Linked DNA regions of Mus musculus: region 2 is linked to region 1. A link is a contact called in public ChIA-PET data. All regions are on one chromosome and are shown on one strand. Each heading gives the region's core, a stretch centred on a gene start, on an enhancer-like site or on the middle of the called end of the contact. The rest is flanking DNA. Distances are from core to core; before and after follow the strand shown. Region 1 overlaps Osbpl11 (oxysterol binding protein-like 11). Region 2 has its middle 24 kb from the start of Muc13.

Region 1 (3,196 bases), core at 235-2,734:
GGAACAGTTCACTTCATGTCCTGGATCTCTTCCCAGGACCAGTGTAGCCCATGGTGCCACTGAGGCCTGTGTGAGGGTCAGCAGCCCTGTGGCAGCCAGGGCCTGTCCAAGTTGATGTCTGTGGGCTGTGCTGTAGTTGAGGTGTCATTGAGTGGCTTGTACTGCCACTTGAAGCCATGGTGATGTCAGGTCCCATGCTGCCACCAAAGACCACCAATGATCTGTGGTCTTATTAAGGCCGGGGTCTGTGCTGATGTCTGTGGCCCCTTTTACCACTGAAGGCCAAGCAGCTATCTGTGGTCAGTGCTACAGCCTGAGACCATGCTGATGTGCACAGGTTGTATGTTGGTGTGAATTGTCTATACAGCCACTGGAGACCATGTTTGATGTCTGTGGTCAGGGCCTCTGAGGAACTTGTCTGAGTCCATGGTCCTATTGCAGGCAAGGGCCATGTTCATGGTCAGAGCTGTCACCAAAAACTATGTGGAAGTCCATGATTTGTGTTCCCGCTGACTGTAAAGAGCAAGGAGTCTACCTTGGCAGTGACACTGATAACTGCACACGCACAGTTGAGAAAAGAACACAGAAGAAGGCTTCCCTGACGACTCCTTCCCCTTCACCACCCCAACCCCCCAAAAAGTAACAGTCTAAACAGGAAGCCATCGAAGAGAAGTCTTACAAGTGTGATAAGGGCTCTTAAACTCTCACTTTTACTCTCATCTCTAGCCTTGCTTCTCTCTCTCCCTTCTCCCCTCTCCACGTGGCCATGGCAGGTTTCTCTGTCTTTCTATCTTCTCTCTTTCTCCCTGCCTTTCTACAATAAAGCTCTAAAACTGTTTTTTAAAAAAAGTGTGATAAGGACGATGACGTCAGCTCTCCACACCTGACGGCTCTGGTGGGGACTCGGGAAGCAAATGACTCAGTTCTATTTGAGAGGCAGGCCACTGAGAGTTTGACCATGTACCAGTGAGTATACAGGTAACACGAAATGGACTTGGTTGTTTTTTTTTTTTGGTTTGTCTGTTTTGGGTTTGCTTCGTTGTTTTGTTAGTGGTGCAATGAGAGAAGTGGGGACACTCCCTTGGAAGGACTAGGAAGCGAGTGTAATCGGGCATATGATGTGAAATTCCCAAAGAATCAATAGAAATATTATATTGAAGAAAAAAAAAATCATCCAAGCCAAGTGTGTTGGTTCTTTGGCCATAATCCTAGCATTTAGAAGGCCGAGGCAGATTCCAAATTTAAGGCCTGTCTAGGCAACTTACTGAGATAAAACTTCAAAATTAAAAATAGACAAAGGCTAAAGAGACAGCTCAGTGCAGAACTTCCTTAGCACATGCAAGGCCTGTGGTTCAAGGCCCCTGTAGCAGGAGGAAAAAGAAGTGTACAGACTAGAGAAAGATGGCCCACACAGTGAGGGAGGGAAAGCCAGCCAACTTCTTCAAAGGCACTAGACTCTTCATCTAGGTATGTCCTAGCAGGCTGGCCTGCGCGATACACTAGACAGGTCTGAGTCAGGGCTGAGTCCACTGGAGGTTAACATTCTGCACAACACTCACCATTCTTGTTAAAGGGAGATACGGCAAGGTGCTGTGGGTTTGGTTTGTTTGCCTTTACAACTGCAGAGTGAAAGACCGCTAGTTTGAAGAAGTAACTATGTCATGCTTCAGGGGCATCCACTCCTTAAACCTCACCACACACAACGGTATTCTAACTCAGAAACAAACAAACACTAGTGATGGCTCTAACAGGAAGACAGCTGCGTGCTCCTCTGCTCCGACCTTCCAGAGGCTTCCAGAAGCCATGCATAGATCCTGAGATGCCTTCAAGGTCTAGAGTCCAAACTGAAAGCAAGTGGGGTCAGGAAACTATTCCGGAGCCAGCCATTCTTTCGGGGGTAGGGTGGAGGCGAAAGAGCACAGACAGGGCCACTCCTCACTGGCCTCCGACTCCCTCCGTAGCTGTGGACAGTTCTAAACACCTGATCCTCCACCTCAGTCCTGGGTGCTGCAATTAGACATATAGCACCATGCCCAGCTCAAGTTATTAACTGTTTCGTGTAAACTGTTTGCAGGCTAGGCTAGAGACAACCTCGGGTATCATTTCTCAAGAATGCTATCCACCTTATTTTTGAGACAGGATCTCAAAATGGCCTGGAACTCTCCATTTTAGATGGCTGCCCAGTGATGGTATTACAAGTGTGAGCCACCATGCCTGGCTTTTAAACATAGGCTTAGAGGATCAAACTTGGGTCCTCAAGCCTATGTGGCTGGCAAGTGATTTGCCAACTGAGCCATCTTTTTTGTATTACATCCATTCATGTATGTGGTGTATGCACGACTGTGCCATGGTGCATTTGTAGAGGTCAGAAGACAGCTTGCAGGAGTCTTTTCCTCCCTCCATGTGGGTGCCCCTGAGCCTTCCTGCTGGCCTGTCAACTGAGCTATCTTAGCAGTCATCAAGCAATACTTTCTAGAGCACACTCATGCTAGGTAGGTATTTCCAGCCTGCTCAAAGCTGCTTTTGGTCAAAATAGAAATGACTTAGAGGGAAGGACACTGCCTTGAATAGATGGCAAAGGCCGAATGCTTTTGTCCCTTGAGAATCTTTTTGCAATGCACAGAAGAGGTAGCTTGGCAAGCCACAGAGCTCCCTAAGCCTCTGGCTTCTCAACAGCGTCTTAATCCCTCCATTCCCATCTCATCCTTCAACCTCTCCATCCCACACTCAAGAGCTAATCTGTTTATGCAGTGCTTCACGACCTCCAACACAGCGGTCAGAAATGCAATGTGAAGGCGTTTTTGTTCTTTTTAAGAAATGAGCCGGGCGTGGTGGCGCACGCCTTTAATCCCAGCACTCGGGAGGCAGAGGCAGGCGGATTTCTGAGTTCGAGGCCAGCCTGGTCTACAGAGTGAGTTCCAGGACAGCCAGGGCTACAGAAAAACCCTGTCTCAAAAAACCAAAAAAAAAAGAAAAAGAATAAAAAAAAAAAAAAAAGAAATGGTTTTGTCCTTATTTGTATGATTTGTGTGTATGTCTGGTGGGAGGGTGGGAATGTATGCGCCATGGCTTCTTTTTAAAAACTCCTATTTTCCATGGGCATTTCTGTTATTCTTTACAGTGTATGAAAAACATTCTTTCAAAAAGAAAGAAATTCTTTCATGTATTATTTCTGGTTGTGTTGTTTTGAGGTAGG
Region 2 (3,196 bases), core at 498-2,997, 570 kb before region 1:
GACTCATTGCCTCCATTTGCCATTTAGAGTCCACTATTCACTTCAACTATTTAAACGGTGCACTGATAAACAAACAAACAAAAAAACCAAACCACTTACACTCTCGTTTGCTTGTTGTAAGAGAAAGCCAATGGGAATCTTACTAATTTTATTGTATCATTGTTTGCTGACTAGAACGCCAGACTTAGAGTGGATATAAGTATAAAAAATAACCAAATTCTTACAAATAACACATTGCTACTACAGTACTGAATAATTATTGGAGGTGACATTATAATACAACTTTAAATAACATTCTCATGATGGGTCTCACACAGTCAACCTGGGTGTCAGCATTAAAGGTATACAGAACAAGATCCAGGACAAACAGAACGGAGTTTGTACTGCAGCCTCATCCCCGTTTACCTGTAACACCAGCAACACACATGCATCACAGCAACTCATGGCAAACTGTCCTTTTCTCTGTAGAGCAGGCCTAGGTAATGCCCAGAGTTAAGGGAGTCGGTTCAGTTCCCCTGACAAACTGGCTCCGCCCCATCACTATTTTTTACCCTGTTGAGGAACACACATTCCTCAACAATTCAGAACAAGGATATTGAGCCCATCATTTAAAATTATATAGCAGAATCTACCAGGCAGCCCCACTGGAAAAATGTTTTCTTTGAAGATGCCCATGTGACAGAGGCAGGCCAGGACCTGCCTCCTTTCAGACCTAAATGGTCCCCCTTTGGTTTCACAGGCTACTGTGCAGGCTAAAGTTTGCAACAGACATAAAGGGGTGTGACCTTGTGGAGACACCAAAGTACAATGAATTGATTGACATTCAATACTTTAATGTTCCTATTATCTTAACCTGTTATTTTAAAAAGAGTTTAAAGTGATTATTTTAACTTCAATGTTCCTATTGTGTTTTCTTCTTTGGGGATTTGAGAAAGGAAAAGAAAAGAAGAGAAAAGAAAAAAAGAAAAGAAAAGAAAAGAAAAGAACACATATTCCCAAAGGCAAGCTACAGAACCATTTCCGTAACCAAACATGCTGGAACAAGACTAGAACCTTGAACTGATACTGTCAAGAAGATATGAGAGGGCTGGGGGTGTGCAGATCCACAGGGCGGCACTTGTCTGGTATGCGCAAGGCCCTGGGGTCCACTCCTGACTCTACCCTCCCATAGAAGCAGAAGAAGAAAAAGAGCTTTCAGGGAAATAAACATTTCTATCTGCTGTAATGGACTGTTTTAAATAAAATATCAAAATGCAAAACCTTGTATTGTCCTTCTACCCAAAGAATTGCTTTGGTCTCAAAAGAAAAATGAACATAAATTTAGAAATATGGGTAAAGCCCCTAGTTTTGAGTGTGTTATGAAACACTAAGCCAAGAGCAACTTGGCTGTACAGCTTTACTGCTTTGGGCAAAGCCCCATAGTTATAGAGACCCATACAGGTCACTACTAGGCAAAGTGGCTTAAGGAGGCACCCAAAGGCCACACACCGGGGTGATGCTACCGTGCCCACTCTGGAACTTCACACCTGAATAGACAGCATCTTGGTAGACTTTCCTCCAGTCTCTTTCCAACAACACTGCTCTCCTCTACGGGCTGTCTTTTACGACTTCCTCTTTTAGACCACAATAGTCTAATAGTCAGCTCAGTCTTTGACCTCAAATACCACCAGGCAGCTTGACTGCTCTAACCGTACAGTAGTTCTGGTTCAACATGACTTAAGACGCTTCTAGAAGCAACCTCCCCAGTTAAGAAGATCACTCAGCACCTCAGACACTCAACTCCACCCCCAGCCCACATAGGTTCACACTTCTACTACGTGGGAGTCTGAGAATAAGGCAGGCAGCCCTCACAGGGTTGCCTCAGCCTGGCTGTTCATGTCAAAAACCCACCTAGACCACCCCCTTTCACTTCTGAGGGCCCAAGCCACGTACCAATATGCCTCTTGCCAACCACAAACCTGCCAGTATTTCCCTTTTTTTAAGACAGGGTGTCCTGTTCTTCAGGAAGGCCTTGAACTCCTGATCCTCCTGCCTCAACCTTCTGAGGGCTGGGGTTCTAAGAGTGTACCACTCTGCCCTGCTTATGTGGTTCCGAGGCTAAACCCCAGGGCGTTATACATGCTAAGCAGGCAGTTTGCCACAGAAACTACATTCCCATGCTTCTCCTCTGAGTGCTCAGCACTGGCTAACCCACATGCTGTAAGGCCAGATACCTACCTTACATGCATAGAGCCAGGCCCATGGTGGGAACACATGATGCTATTTCTCCTCCTAAGAAATAGGCCCCAGTAGTCATGAGCTGGCTCATGAAGTGAAAAAAAGAAAACAAACAACAAAAAAAAAAAAAACAACAAAACCAAAAAACCTTGGAGTTTTAGAGAGCTCAGGCTGGAACTAGGAAGACCCTCCTTTTTAACCCTGTTCCTGATGCCCCCAGGATAAACAAGTTCTACCTGGCCTGGATCTTCTCCATTTCATTATCTCCTAGGCAGTGTGGCTTTTCCCTTCTGCCTACTTCCCTTGTCATGGGAGCCCAATTCAGGACTGTGACACTTTTATGCACACAAATTATCCATTCTGAGCACTTCTGTCTAGCAAAGACTCTGCGTGTCCAGGCATGGGCTCAGCCTGTCTGTTCTGCTCATGGGTTGCTGGTGTCCTCTTGGGGCTCCTTCTGGATGTAACCCCAAGTAGGAGAGCACCCACACCCCCTTCATCCCAATGGTGGGCAGAGGCCTTTCTACCGAAAGCTTCTCCCCTACCTACAAATGGTAGACCCACTGTGAATGCACCCTTGTTTGGGGGCTCTCCTGGTGTTTTTCACAGTAATAAAAGAACAAAATGAAAACTTTCACTCCGTTCTATTTGGGCCAAACTTGTGAGTCAACAAGCAATTTTGGAACTCACAGGACACTTTTCTGGATGTTGGAATTCTTCCCAGGAACAGAGTACTTCATTCTGTGGGGCTTGAGGCTCCTGGCCCTGTACTCTTGACTCACCAGCTGGGAGTCTGCCCCCTTCACAGGTGTTCACCACCTGGGAGTTTGCCCCCTACACAGGTGTTCACCAGCTGTGCTGCCAGCTGAAGACATTAGAAGTGTCTGGGAACAGCCACCACACTGGCTCTTCCCATAGCAATGAGGCCTGGAACAAGCAGGAATACTGCCAGAAGGGCTAGAACCTGGCTACCTCGAAA

Evidence for each region. ChIA-PET counts read pairs in DNA pulled down with a chosen protein or histone mark.
Region 2: an RNA polymerase II ChIA-PET map of memory CD8 T cells shows a contact between it and region 1, with 6 read pairs. The contact joins two enhancer-like sites. A contact is called at or near these places in 3 of 115 datasets of contacts at active chromatin or transcription factors (the HPC-7 cell line, memory CD8 T cells and trophoblast stem cells) and 1 of 9 other capture datasets (embryonic stem cells).

The regions. Positions count from the first base shown.
Region 1 is chr16:33,198,294-33,201,489 of GRCm38.p6, reverse strand. All of the region lies in intron 2 of Osbpl11 (oxysterol binding protein-like 11), which reads right to left. Among named protein-coding and RNA genes, the nearest start is that of Osbpl11, 15 kb to the right of the region's middle. Within about 2 kb of position 1,484, at least 20 of the 459 cell types and tissues checked have an H3K27ac peak or open chromatin away from gene starts, as enhancers often do. A contact at or near this core is called in memory CD8 T cells, where this site is marked.
Region 2 is chr16:33,768,487-33,771,682 of GRCm38.p6, reverse strand. It overlaps a transcript of Heg1 not described here. Among named protein-coding and RNA genes, the nearest start is that of Muc13, 24 kb to the left of the region's middle. Within about 2 kb of position 1,747, at least 105 of the 459 cell types and tissues checked have an H3K27ac peak or open chromatin away from gene starts, as enhancers often do. A contact at or near this core is called in memory CD8 T cells, where this site is marked.